2 separate regions of the Mus musculus genome follow, and region 1 is linked to region 2. The links are chromatin contacts, called in public Hi-C maps. All regions are on one chromosome and are shown on one strand. The core of a region is the stretch at or near the end of the contact, and the rest is flanking DNA. Distances in the headings are between cores, read along the strand shown. Region 1 has its middle 110 kb from the start of 8430436N08Rik. Region 2 overlaps Gm33646 (a long non-coding RNA gene).

What was found. Hi-C and Micro-C count contacts between places; a contact is called where the count stands out from the background.
Region 1: a contact with region 2 is called in a Hi-C map of group 2 innate lymphoid cells, with 1.8 times the contacts expected there. The contact joins two enhancer-like sites. A contact is called at or near these places in 3 of 484 Hi-C or Micro-C datasets (the HPC-7 cell line, double positive thymocytes and group 2 innate lymphoid cells) and 1 of 115 datasets of contacts at active chromatin or transcription factors (T-cell acute lymphoblastic leukemia).

Annotation. Positions count from the first base shown.
Region 1 is chr4:7,453,520-7,457,621 of GRCm38.p6, reverse strand. No RefSeq gene overlaps it. Among named protein-coding and RNA genes, the nearest start is that of 8430436N08Rik, 110 kb to the left of the region's middle. Within about 2 kb of position 2,326, at least 53 of the 459 cell types and tissues checked have an H3K27ac peak or open chromatin away from gene starts, as enhancers often do. A contact at or near this core is called in the HPC-7 cell line and group 2 innate lymphoid cells, where this site is marked.
Region 2 is chr4:7,205,225-7,209,169 of GRCm38.p6, reverse strand. The region is part of intron 4 of Gm33646 (a long non-coding RNA gene); the gene reads right to left. Among named protein-coding and RNA genes, the nearest start is that of Gm33646, 15 kb to the right of the region's middle. Within about 2 kb of position 1,974, at least 28 of the 459 cell types and tissues checked have an H3K27ac peak or open chromatin away from gene starts, as enhancers often do. A contact at or near this core is called in the HPC-7 cell line and group 2 innate lymphoid cells, where this site is marked.

The sequences.
Region 1 (4,102 bases), core at 1,077-3,576, 250 kb before region 2:
GCTGATGCAGGCTTCTCCATGGGAAGTGAACCGCAAAGCTAAGAAATCATACAGATTTCTTTAGATAGGGAGAAAGAGGCCTAATGGAAGAAAATAATTATACTGTCCCAGATTGCTACATTCAGAAATACAAATTAGAAGCAGAATTCCAGAAAAGGGAAAATGGCCTTAGGATTTTAAGCCAAGTCAAATAATGGTGGACAAGAGAAATAGGAAATGACAAACATTAAAAATTAATGACATCTAGTGAAACAAGAACATAGAAAGGGACCTTGTGACAAGTCAGAACACATTCTGATAATATGTTTTGAAAAATGTGAAGGGTTCATCTGCTAGACACAAAGTTTAGGTTTGTTCAAGGGATTTACCTGGCAATTGACACCAGGATGCAGATGAAACTAGACCAAAGAAAACAAAGCAAGAATTAGCACGATTTCTTTGAAGTTTCCAGATCAGGTAAGGGATTTAAGCAAAGAAAATATAAACTGGGCTGAAAAAAAATCATCTGTGATCATTTGCCTTATGAGCCAGTAATTTCTCTGTTTTGTAGAACCAAAGGACCAAAGTCACTACCGCAATGAGACTGATACAGTCTTCATTATCACTCCTGTTAGCAGAAATTTATTGTAAAGTAGAAGAAGTATCTATATTCAGAGAAGGGTTCCATGGTTCATATTTTTTAGGATGTGCTACCAAATTTTATTTATAACCTTATTTCATACTCTCATGCTTTTATAAGAATATCATTTAAGTATAGATTATCTTAAAGAAATATTTAATAAATATAAAGTCATGGCTGTTGACAATTGTCTTTGATTTAAAATGTCACATTTAAGGAGCTATGGTTTTGAAAGAATTGTCGTGGCAGTGTGATGAAAAGAAGAAAAAATTTAAGATAAAATACAGAGCACAACATGTCATGTTAACATATTTGATTATTGGAACAAGAAGATGATGAAATGCTACACTCCAATCAATAAAAAGAATATGCAATGCTAAAATATGCCTCTTTGGCACAAACACTATTTTGAGCTGATAATTTTGAGAAAGTAAAGACACAGAGAAGCTCTGAAAACAGGAATCTGTTACTTCCTTGTAAAAGAAAATTGCATCTAAATGGAAGACATCGTTTTGTGAGTCTCTATCCGTAAATCCAGAGTAGAACTATGAGTCCAAAGTACGAGAGACCCCAAGAAGTGCAGACATAACCTACCTCAAAGCTGTTCTTGACACTTCCATGTCTCTGGGCTTAAACCTTTGTTTTGATAAACAATGGCTATGATATCTGAATTCCAGATTGCCTCTCCCTTCTCTGTGTACCTCTCCTGAAAATGTGCTGTGTGTGTGTGTGTGTGTGTGTGTGTGTGTGTGTGTGTGTGTGTGTGTGTGTGTGTGAGATATACAACAAAAACTTTTAAAGGTATATACTCCAATAAACTATATTTTTTCTTTGATTGGTCTGTCTTTTTTTATAGGTGCCCCTTTTAACTAAGGAAGAAGGATGGAAAGAACATTTTTTTCTTTATGGAGCTTTGGTTATCACTCACTGTGCTCATGAGTGTGCCTATGGAACAAGTACTTTATACACATTGATTGTGCATTTCCCATTCTAGTCAGTGGAAGACTGAGCCACACTTCATCCTCAGGGGAGTCTTGGGGGTGGTAGCTACTTTTCTCTTCTACTCTCATTGTATGTTACAGCACTGAATTGTTTGCCAATATTTAAATACCGTGTCTAACATTTATAAAGAATAGATTGTGTTTCTTTTTAGAGAAAGGGTTATACTATTTGGAACTACCACAATGCTCAATAAAAGGAGGTAACGAATAATTACCATATATTTGTGAAGAAAAATAGAAAAAAAAAAAGAGGAAGAAAGCATAAATAAAGGTAACTACATCTCTCCAAACTCCATTGATTTTGGTTATTTAAAATAAACCTACCTGAGAAATACTGACCGAGGAGCATGCTCACCTAATGTATATTTTTATTATTGCTAATTGTTTGGAATCTGAATCAAATTCATTGTGAAGCCCAAAGCTGAGGAAAGTTTAGGACTGTTGCTCCCTGCCATGTTCCCCTCAGCAGTGTTTTTCTTCTTAGCACACCAAAGCTTCAGCAGCAGCCAGTCTTAGACTGAAACGTTATCTTCGTTTTTTTTTTTTTTTTTTTTTTTTTTTTTTTTGAAGATAGTAAAAGTGAAAACAGATGCACACATTTGAATGCAGGAAGCCTTTAAGGCCTTTCTCTCTTTTGTCGTCCCTGCCCCCACTCCTTTTTCCTGTGAAGCATCAAAATAAATGTCCCTGCTCCTTTGAACTAAATCGCCCACTGTGCATAACTGAAATCGTAGGCCCGGAAATACATACCCCCTAACCAGTGCTCTCGGCCCTTATCAAGACCTTGTCATCTGAAACGACAGTGTTGGAACCCAGGCTGGTTTCACGTGATCCTATCAATCAGAGGTAAAGAGAAAAGGTGCCTGGGGGAGGGAGGGGAATCTTCAGGTTTGTTTAGGCTTCACTTAGGTCTAATTTCATACGTTTTAATGTATGGTGAGCCAAGCACCCGAGTATTGTATATCTTAGCAATGCTGACATTTCCTTTGCACCATTTAAAATTAAACCTTTTATTAGTTCAGGAAAAGCTGAGACAGGAGACAATAGCTGTTCAGGGAGAATAATTATTTTCTGTTCTGTTGTGTAGGATTTTTGAGCTTTTGATAAGTTGCAGTTTACAGTACTTAACAGCTAGCCAATCTTACATGTTAACAGTACATGAGAATATTTTATCCTAGCAGCCTGCCTCATACCCTGAAATGTTGAAATGTGTTTCTTGGTGACTTAAATCTTTTTTTTTTAAAACCTCTTATTTTCTGGGGTGTGTTTGGAAAGGATCATGCTATCAACAGTTGGAGTGGTGAGCAGCAGGCAGGGCGAGAGGAATCACTATGAAATGGATACAAAAAGCTGTGGGTTGTACACCATTAAGTGTTCCCAGTGTGATTCTAATGAGCTGATGATGGCCTCAACAAATTACTGTTTCTCCTGCAGCCCAGTAAATTATAGCTCACCCAAATTAAATCAGTGGGACTCTAGACAAACTGGTCTTCATCAAGATCTACATTTGTGAGAATTAAAAAAAACAAAAAAACAAAAAAAAACCAAACCATGCTCAATCATATTTAATCACATCTATTTGCTCAAGATTATTAGCTTGCTTTCTTATCCCCAAATGTCTGGGCGATAGATGTGGTGTGTGTGTGTGTATTTGTATATCTATGTACATTTATATGTGTGTAGGTTTATGTATGTGTGTATGCACGTGTATGTTTTTATGTGTGTATGCTGTATGCATCTCTGTGTATATTTACATGTGGTGAGTGTTTTGTGTTTGTATTTTCATGTTTGTGTGTATATGTGTACTTATGTGTATTTGTGTATATATGTTTTGTGTGTGCTGTGTGTGTACATTTACATGTATGTTTATATGTGTGTGTACATGTGTATATGCATGCATGAATGTATGTATGTATGTATATATGTGTGTGTTTGTACATGTTTGTGTTTTATATGTGTATTTGTGCGATGTATGTGTGTATTTGGGTTTGTGCTTGTGTGTATGTTTGTTTGAACATATATGTGTGCCTTGTGTGTTTATGTATGTGTTCACTCATGTTTGTATGCATGTGTGTTTGTATGTATGTGTGTTTGTGTGTATATGTGTGTTTATATGTATAAATATATATGTGTTTGTGTGTGTGCATGCATGTGTAAGTTTGTGTGAACTAATGTCTATGGGTTGTGTGTATGTATATGTATGTGTGCATTTGTAGCTGTGCTAGCACTAGACACAGGTACAATCTTATTTCATTTCCTGTTTGACCCACCTGCCATTCTTATCCCACTTTTGATCATTCCACACCACTTGAAGCATGAATGTGGAAGATCAATTCTAGCTCAATAATCATTACTAGGTAGTAAGATTGCCATTATCACCTCTGTATACATACGTTTGTTACTGAATATATGTAGCTTTCATTTTGATTTTAAAGCATCTCAAAAGCTGGGATTTAGTAAATTGCATATGATTAACTAGGAA
Region 2 (3,945 bases), core at 725-3,224:
AGTCTAACTCAAGCTTTTCTAAACACAGAGTCAGTATATGCTATATAGTATGTTGTGATATCCTATAACTACAGTATGATACTGCTACTCTAGTAGGGTAGGTTTATTAGTTGATGGCCAGCTACTAAGTCCAATTCCTTTTGTACCCTGCAGCATATTAGGATTCTACTAATTCTGTGAAATTTCAATCTTTCTATAATGCAATATAAATATAATATATAATAAATACATAATTATAAATATATAAAATATAATATATAAATATGTGTGTTAGTGATCAATATATACATTGAATTATATATAATATATAAAATCTTTGTGATGTTCATATATGAAATATGTGTTCACAATGAAATATATTATTTTTGAGGAATATATATATATATATATATATATATATATATACACCTATCTCTATCTATATGTGTGTGTGTATGTGTGTGTGTGTATACAATAAAACACTAATCCCTGTTCCCCTCACTCCAGTTCCCCCATATCCTCCTCAGTGTATACAAGCCCTTAAGCCATAGCTATCTCTTGAAACGGAACAACAGTAATTGGCTTCATAACCTTTTGCTGAGAGTAAGTGAAATAATTGTTGACACACGAGAGACATTTAGTGTATAGTAGCCTCTTGCAGTGTTAACCCTTTCCCCTTGGTCCAAGATCAGATTTGGTGCTCTGGACTATTCTTTGGCAACAGAAGACCACTTCAGACACATGGAATTTTGCTTAACAGCTTCCAGGCTTCAGTCACACCCAGCCAGCTTGTTGATACATTGTGCTGCCCACATTGCAACTTTTAATAATATACTTTTAATAATAATGACACGTGTTAATCACAATATATAAACAGTGCTGTAATTTTGAAGATCTATAGCACTGTAAGGGAACTCCCAAAGAGATAACCAGGACTGCTAACACACACGTCCAGTTTTATATATTACTTGAAATAACCGGATGAAGCTGGTTCTTCATAATACTATTAGGGTATCTGCAGGTACATATCAAGTGTAGAGCATTTGCTTATCTTGCGTATGCTTGAGCCCCTAGATCTGATCCATGTTACCAAAATAATAAGATGAAAATTATTCCAATCTTTTTCTAATTCTATATGAGGACACACATATATACATTCACATATATAATCCCAGTGTTAATCTGGTCCTATATTAAAGGGTATTATGCCTAAGGGGCACATTAGCTTCCTCTTTGATGTAAAATGACTAAGACATGCAACTTTAAAGAAGAAAGATGCATTTTGGCTCAGGGTAACACAGGTTTCATGCCATGCTGTCCTGGGTGCACTGCTGTGGGTTTTCCATCATGGTGGGAACCCAGACAGAAGAGCTCCATGTGGGCCCAGCAGCAAAAGGAATGAGAGAGGAAGGAGTTGAAAATGCAGTACCGCCTTATGGACAACCTCCAAAGACTCAACAGTTTACACTGGGCCTCACCAATTCCAACGGCCCCTTCAGCTACAGTGCAAGCTGACCCTTTGGAGTCATTTCAGATTCTAACTATGACAAAGGGCAACTGACTAAAGTTGCCTAGCTGGTTAAGAAACAAGCCTGGAGTTAAAAGAGTCAACCAAGTGTATGCATATGCCAAGCCCACAAGTGCCATGCAGTAGTTATTAACTTTATTTGGATACTGTGGTACCTTAACACAATTATTATAAGAAGCGCTGGGACCTTACTGGTCAATAGATCAGAGTCCCAGCATCTTTAACCCTCAGATATTTGCTGACTTGCATGCAAGTGGGCAGTTTTTCTCTGCCTCCCACTGATAACAGTGGGAGTCTAAATCCATACCTCTTCAAATCTTCCTTCCTTCAAGATTGATTCCAAATGCACAGAACATTGAGGCTACCTTCATCCCTCCATCATCTAAATTCCTCCCCCACTTCTGACAGGCCCATCAGTCCCCCACTGATAGAAGAGGAAGAATCACCAGAGAGCAAGATAAAGAACTAGTTCCTTCTGTGGTTTCCTGTACTCCTAGGTTGACCACATCTTTTTCTGTTACTCAGTGCTTCTACCTCTAGAAGACAGCAGAAAAATTCTACATACACTCTTACATTAAAGAAACATCACAATACCTTTTACCATTCAAATCTGTAGCTGGATAGAGCATACTCCAATGAAATTAGAAGAAACGCTTATAAAAAGCAGCCTGTTAATTCATTCAGTTTGCTTTATCAGTTTGCCTTGGCTCTACCCTTGTGTCCTTTTATAGAGCTTCTAGAATTTTCTGTCCCCGGCTGGATGCAGGCTAGGGGGGCCTAGGCCTGTCTCAGCACACACCACAGAGCACATATTTCCTCTGGACTTCTGAATGTCTCTTTTGTTCACAAGCAATCATACTAGGTGACATCCATAGCCAGGTAAAGTTCGCAAATAGTTCCTTTAGCTGTCATGCAAAACTATTGGCAATATTGCCAATCTAGTTATTTCCTCTTCTTTGCTCATGACAGCACAAACAGGAGGACTGCTGGTTCATTAGGAGTTCTGATAGCAAAACACTCAGGGCTTAAAGCATGAGAAGTCCGTGAACAATCACTGAGCTATCAGATGAAGTGCACACATGTTGTGGATGAATGATCTTCATTATTCTCTTTGTTACTTATATGGCATTTACATTTAAATTTTATATTTAGCCCAAGCACAGATAGGGAATGGCTGTCCAGATAGCATCTGAAGAGAGATGGAAACATCTCTCTGCCTGAACAGGGGAGAAACAGCAGAAGAAACATTAAGCGTTGGATTTATAACACAAACATATATGAAGTCTCCATGTGAAATTCATTTTATTTGATGACTTTTAGAAAGCAGCACACATGGAAGAATTGGACATGGCAAGGAAAGTTTTTAAGTGTTATAGAAAGAAGCTTGTAGCCATAAGAACTATCAGGGTTTAAGATATGTATTCTAGAAGAACAGATAATTCTCCATTACCTGGCATGTGAACATGAGCAGAATCTGCAGCAAGTGACCACTAATCATGTCACACATGTTTGATTATTGCTTATTTTTCTTTCACATAAATCAAGGCTGAAATATGGAGTAGATCACCTCCCACTACCTTGTTGCGAAACTAAGTCAGTTCTTTAAGTTGAAGAAAAGAAGGAGGACTTGAAAGTATATCTGTTTTCTTTGCTAAGAAGGACTAAAAATTAATATTGCTCTATTTGAAGGGAAATACCTGGCCGATTAATTGGTGACCAGTTGCAAATTTCTCAAGCCTTCCTCCATAGTGCCTTTCCCCCAGTGAAGCATGGCTTCTTGCCCATGGGTATGCTGACTGTGTTCTTCATGAGTAAACATCTACAAATTTTTTTAATCAATATTCACTGATATATGGTTTAGTGAACAAAAAAATGTTTTTATATTTTTATAGAAAAAGAATGATCCCAAATAGATAGATAGATAGATAGATAGATAGATAGATAGATAGATAGATAGATCAATCAAAAACCTGCCCTGGCACAGTGATAGATGATAGTAGTTCCAGAACTCTGGAGGCTGAGAAAGGATTATTGTCAGTTTGAGGCCAACCTGAGCTACACAGGGAGGTTCTTCATGTATAAAAAATTAATCTATACTGTGCAACAAAATACATTCTTTGACATTTTATTTTGAAAATAATCTACGACATTGTGGGAAAACAAAGTTCAACTTGAATATTTACACTGTTAGGCAAAATTTAGACATGGCCTTGTAGAAAAAAAAAAAAAGAATATTTTCTCAATATTCACACCAGAGGCTCAGAGCTGGCTCAGTCAGTCAGTCCTTGACATACAAGCACGAGGACCTGAGTTAGATACACCAGGAAAGAAGGGTGAAGTCTGGTGCAACCGTATGCATCGATATTCCTGGCACTTGGTAGTGAAAACATGGAATCCCTAAGACTGATTGGCTAACTAGCTGACCTGAATCAGTAAGA